Linked DNA regions of Mus musculus: region 1 is linked to region 2. A link is a contact called in public capture Hi-C data. All regions are on one chromosome and are shown on one strand. Each heading gives the region's core, a stretch centred on a gene start, on an enhancer-like site or on the middle of the called end of the contact. The rest is flanking DNA. Distances are from core to core; before and after follow the strand shown.

The links. Capture Hi-C pulls out chosen DNA fragments and counts their contacts.
Region 1: a contact with region 2 is called in a capture Hi-C map of embryonic stem cells, with 2.4 times the contacts expected there. The contact joins two enhancer-like sites. A contact is called at or near these places in 1 of 15 datasets of contacts at CTCF or cohesin (the NIH/3T3 cell line), 8 of 484 Hi-C or Micro-C datasets (the 3T3-L1 cell line, the F1.1 cell line, the HPC-7 cell line and 5 more), 2 of 115 datasets of contacts at active chromatin or transcription factors (embryonic basal ganglia and embryonic stem cells) and 1 of 9 other capture datasets (embryonic stem cells).

Annotation. Positions count from the first base shown.
Region 1 is chr17:30,026,297-30,029,261 of GRCm38.p6, reverse strand. The region is part of intron 1 of Zfand3 (zinc finger, AN1-type domain 3); the gene reads right to left. Among named protein-coding and RNA genes, the nearest start is that of Zfand3, 23 kb to the right of the region's middle. Within about 2 kb of position 1,446, at least 99 of the 459 cell types and tissues checked have an H3K27ac peak or open chromatin away from gene starts, as enhancers often do.
Region 2 is chr17:30,466,607-30,469,693 of GRCm38.p6, reverse strand. All of the region lies in intron 6 of Btbd9 (BTB (POZ) domain containing 9), which reads left to right. Among named protein-coding and RNA genes, the nearest start is that of Btbd9, 110 kb to the left of the region's middle. Within about 2 kb of position 1,558, at least 61 of the 459 cell types and tissues checked have an H3K27ac peak or open chromatin away from gene starts, as enhancers often do.

The sequences.
Region 1 (2,965 bases), core at 197-2,696, 440 kb after region 2:
TCATCAAGGGCAAACTTCAGAGTGATGTCATCAGATAGAAATGGAGAGGGTCGAGAGGTACATCAGGAAGACAGAGAGACACAAAGAAGAGTCCAAAATCTGCATACAAAGTTAACAAAATGAAACTACGAGTAGCTAGGGTTAAAATGGAGATGCCAGAGGGCTGAGGGTAGAGCTCAAAGGTAGAATGCATGTTTCATATGGGTGACCCGCTCAACTCAAAAAAAGGGCTATTATGATGGTTGTACAACATAGGATGTGGATACACAATCCTATGTCACTTAAGGACATCCTGATAAGGCATCATTAGGCAATTTCATCATTGTGTGAACATCGCAGAGTGCACACACACTTGTATACACACACACACACAAATTGATCTCCACTAGGGGAGCTGTTTTGGGAAGCTATGGAGCCTTAATGGAGGAGATGAATTACTGAGTGTCTTTAAAATTAATGACTTACACTACTGTTTAGCTCAGCTTTGCTTCCAAATTCTCACTCTGCTCCACACTTAAACCATGTGGGTAAATGCACTAACAGAGATGGCATCTTTGAAAGTACCCCAGATTGCACAATTTTGCACAGATTGCACAGATTTGCACAAGTCCAAACATTTCATAGTGGCATAGTACCACTTACTGACAAGTTCCTAAAAGTCTTGGTGAATTCTGACTTGACCTCAAAGGCATTTCTTACTAACATTTACAATGACTGAAAAAAAAAAAAATGAACCTTTTTCTCTGATGCAGAAATTTCAAAAATCACTGATAGTCCACTACTAAGTGCACTGTCCTAGTACTCAGCTCTGTCTGCACACAAAACAATGCTCTGACAATGGAGATGGCCACAAAAATCAGACATCTGTACAGGAACTAAAATTTAATTTCAAGCTTCTTTTTTATTCCAAAAAAAATTAATAAATATTCTTTGTTGTGTTTATTTCAAGACACAGTCTCACTACATGTAACCTCAATTAGCCTAAAGCTCACTACACAGACCATGCTGGCTTCAAGATTGGGGCAATTCTCCTGCACCTGCTCCCAAAGGCTGATATTAATGACCTCACTACCGTTTGGCTTTCTAAAAATGTCTAAAATAAAAAGGCCATCTTTTGATTTAAATCTTTTCTTACCAATCATCTATGAAAAACTGGGAGCCTATCAAGATAATCTGAATCTTCTCAAGCTCCTATCAAATTAGAATAATTAGTTGAGCAAACACAGACACACCCTATCTAATTTCACAATACCACTCAAACATAATTCCAGGAAGAAACTTTTTAGTGGGGGAAGGGAAGGACAAGGAATCTTGCTATGAAACCCACACTGAACTCAAATCTGAGCTGGAATCTCCCTGTTCTGTTCCACTAGCAGGAGGCTTGCCTTCTAAACACTTCTGTTACTGAGTCCTCCAATGAACTCTCTCTGCTTAAGGTTAAGGCAGAAGTTTCCATCAGAGACAGCTCTGGGCACTAAGCCAAGTAGAGCAGCCAGAGATAACATGGGGGGAGGGGTCCACTGCAAGTTTCACTGTTGCAGCAAACTAGTTTCTGTGCCAACCATCAGACCCCAAACTGCCTACAGACCACATCATCTATGACCCCTTTCTAGTTAACCTGCCCTCCACTGCCAGAGGCACCTCCTCTCTCCTTCTTTCTTAGCACCAGGAAGGTCTAAACAAGGCCATCAGATAAAATCAGAATAGAAACTGTCTGCATGTGTGAATACAGAAAAAAAAAATAGTAATTTAAGCCTCAAAAACAAAAGGCTCTTTTTGACTTAATTTTTAAATTCAGTAACACAATGTTTAAGTTGCTACTTACTGACCGTTGCATCAACTTTGTAAACCTGGCAAACATTTACCTTTAAATGACTTAGTAGAAAAGAGTAAAGTGTCTGCCTTAGTTCTCAGCAATGCAGAAACATTAAAAACAAAGTATTTCACGGTTAGTACTATCAGATGTCCTTGATTTCCAACTGTTCTGCACAAAGAAACTTTATTTTCATGACAATGAACTACTAGAAGCTAATATTAAATATGAATTCTGAAGATGCAAACCTAACCACTCACATTTAAACCTAACATTTTAAAAGGGAAAAAAATACCATTATCAATTTAGTGAACAGTTTTATGGCCAAGAGGCCTGTGAAAAAGATTAAAGTGTTTATATCTATAGAGCTGAGTTACAATTACCCCACTGCAAAGAAGTGAGCCAACAGACTGTTTGTTTGTGTCCATGTTTATTGTCTCAGGAATACTCTCTGCGGGCGAATAGTTCTTTTCCATAAATACATTTTTGCATACCCATTATGTTTCAAACATTGGTAAAAACAGTGTCTGAAAACCAAGTCAAACAGCCCCTGCCCCGATGGAACTTCCTGCCTGTTATCAAGCCAACCCACCCTCATACCTCAGACAGAAGTGATGTGACAGGAGGATTTGGCAAATGGCCCAAACACTGCTTGTCCCCTGCTGTTTAGTCTGTTTGCTTCCTCCAAACAGATGACTGCCTGCCTGGCCCTGGTTACACAGTTGTTATAATCAAAACCGTGACTCCCTGCCTATTTGAAAATACGTTTACTAAATCTTTTTTGGTTAAGGCAGAACGAGAAAAACAGTGAAGGTCCAAACTTTTCAACAGTAATACTAAAATAACACCCAAAACAAGTCATTAAAATTTTTTTAAGGGGCTGGTGAGATGGCTCAGTGGGTAAGAGCACCCGACTGCTCTTCCGAAGGTCCAGAGTTCAAATCCCAGCAACCACATGGTGGCTCACAACCATCTGACAACAAGATCTGACTCCCTCTTTGGTGTGCCTGAAGAGAGCTACAGTGTACTTACATATAATAATAAATAAATCTTTAAAAAAAATTTTTTTTTAAATCAAAGCATAACTTAAACCAAGAACAAAACATAAATCACACAAAACCCCTTGCCTATTTATGTGTATTTTATGTGTAT
Region 2 (3,087 bases), core at 309-2,808:
CTGCACCCCAGAGGTGAGGGGCCTGGTGTCTGACGCCGGTGTTCCAGCCCTCTCTTGCCCTCCCTGTCCAAATCAGCAGTGAGATGAAATGTCTGCCACCCCAGGGTAGTGCAGGTCCAGAGAGGACGCAAGTACTGTCTTCCCATGCTTCCCCTATCGTTGTGAAGGAAAGTGAAGAAGGCGTTTCGGGAAACGTTTCTGGAAACGTTTCTAATGGTGCACAGTTCTGTGCTTAGCAGGGAAAGAGCAACTCTGCCCTTGTTTGCAACATGGCATTACTAGTTCCTCTGTGATGTGTAGACTTTCTGAAAGAAAATTGTTCATGTTAGTGTCCACATGTCTTGAACTTTAAAGTCTAGTCCAGGAATAAGTTCAAATCCCATAGTGGTGCCCTTTAAACAAATTTGTTAATTTCCTTCTCAGCATCCTGCTTCTTCCCCTGCTGCAGGCTCCGGGTGGTGCTGGGTGGTGCCTGGCAGCGAGGGGCCTTGACTGTTCCCCTTAGGAAGGGAAGGCTTGAATAAGAAAGAGTACCTTAAGGGTAGGTAGGAGGAGCTGCTGTAGAGCTATCTAATGGATGTAATAGTTCATATATAAAGTCTGAGGAATAGGAGTAATATTCTGCAGCTGAGTAACTGTAGATTAATCCATCTTCAACCAGTACTGGAAGCATCTGTAAATGGGGAAATTATCTTTTCCTTTTTTTTTCTTTTTGGCACAGCTGGACTAAATGTTTTTTCCCAAATACTTTAAAGTTAAATTACATCCACATACCAAAATCATAGGAAAGATGGAAATAAAGTGTAAAAGTGTTCTTTTCAGCTATGTTTACCATGGTGATGGTGGTCTGTTTGGGGGGATGCAGTGTGGCAGGGCACCCTGAGGTCACTATAGAAATTCTTCTTGTGTTAGAGGGGCCCGTAACAGCTTGTGGTGGTCCATTTTGGCTTGAGCTGGATGAAGTAACCCTTTTAAGGTGGGTGGTGCCGTCAGCCGGGGAAGCTTCTCCCCAGGCCCTCCCTTTGACCCTTTCAAAGCCCCTTTTAAGTCCTCCTCTGAAAGCACATCACCAGGCCTTCCTCTTCTGTCAGCAAAGGCCAGCCGGCTCTCTCCTCCCCTGCTCTGCCCTTTAATGAGTGCTTGCTTCTGTGGAGGGAGAGGGACTCCAGGACATGTAAGCATTTTAATAGGCCTGAGTGACATTCTACAGATATGTTTGGAAGACATGAAAGGGTGCAGGCTTTGCTCCTGTCTCATTCTCATCGAAATTAGAGATTCCATTCACATGCTGTGCCTACAAGGTGTTTAATTTTGGCAACATATTCTGTTTGAAGATTCTTGAGGAAATAAAAAAGTAAAAAATGCCAATTCACAATTCTGTTTATTGGAAGTGAATGAATACAGATGGAATTGGTACATTCTATAAAGACTAAACTAAAAGAGTAGAAGTAGCTTAGGAGTAGCCGCAGCATCAATGTGGCTGCAGACGTCGGCAGTTTACAGAGCACTTTGCTCACAGCCCATTGGCATTCAGCACAGCCTTCTGTGGCAGGAGCTGCTTTGGCCGAACTCCTCCGGCTTCTTTAGCTCTAAGATCTCTGAGCCTGAATCTCCACACTGGCTCTTTTAATTGGCATTCTTGCGACACCATGTTATTAGACGGGTTGACTAGTCAGAGCGTCTGCTATTGGTGGCAGCTGTTCTTCATGTTTAATCTTTCCTCCTCTGCACCTCTCATCGCTGTCACTTTCAGTCTGAAAACTGGAGCATATGTAGCCATCTTTATTTACTTTTGTTCTGTGCTAGCATTTGCCTTCCATTAAATGAGGTTGTCCTTTAGGAGACAGCTGGCGATTTGTTTCTAAAGTCAAGACTAGACTCATCTGTTGCATTCGGAACCTGGGCTATGTTAGGGAGGCTGCAAAAATAAAAATAACCATCGGTGTGAGCACTGTGCTGGAGCGGCAGACAACTGTCCCCACCAAAGAGCTGCCACTTCCGCTTGTAGTTGGTGGCTCTGATACTTTTCTCCTGGGAGTTTCCCAGCCAACAGTAGACAGTGCAAGCATCTGTGAAGGGGCTGCCTGGGCGCATGCCTGTGTGCCAATCTCCTCCTCTCCTCCAGAGGGGCCAGTCTTCAGGTTTACTCTTATGAGCAGCACTCCTAATTTGATTTTAATGTCAGCTCAAGGAAGTTTGCTTCTCTTCCTTTTGTATTGAAGTTATTGAAAGCATTGTGGTGATCTTTAACCAAGATGTGCTTTTGTGCTTTATTAAATGAACTTAAGGAAAAAAGTTTAAACACCAAGTCAGCCTAAGGGTTCTTTGAATTCTCATGATCAAGCATAGGTTAAGAGTTTTTTATATATATATATATAGTTTGTTTGTTTTTTGTTTTTTGTTTTTTTTTTTCGAGACAGGGTTTTTCTGTATAGCCCTGGCTGTCCTGGAACTCACTTTGTAGACCAGGCTGGCCTCGAACTCCGAAATCCGCCTGCCGCTGCCTCTCAAGTGCTGGGATTAAAGGCATGTGCCACCACTGCCTGGCAATTAATTAATTTTTTGAGAGCTTTTTTCACGCAGTGTATTCTGATGATGCTTTCCCCTCCCCAAGGCTTCCCAGATCCTCCCCACTGCCCAGCTCTGTGCCCTTTTTAACAAAACACATAAATAAAACCACAAATGTACAATCCCCACCCCCAAATCCCACAGAAATGGCAATATGCCACACAGACTCACACACACCACACAAAGCTTAAACAAAGTATTAGGAGGCAAAAAGCCTAGAAGAATGCCGTTGGGTTTGTCTGCATTGGCCACCTACTCCGGGGCACGGGCCTGCCCTTAAGTAGAGTTGATACCCAGTGAGACTCCACTGGAGAAAGGGAAATTTTCCTTTGCAAGCGGACATCAGTTGCAGGTAGCTTCTTGGTTAGGAGTGGGAGCCTTTGTCCACTCCACCTCTCAGTCTCCAGGGGCGTGGCATCTGACTTGAACCTGTGCAGGCCCTGTGCACGTTTCCACAGTCTGAGTTCTTATGAGCATCAGGCCTCTTGGATCCAGAGGACACTGTTTCCCTGGAGTCAT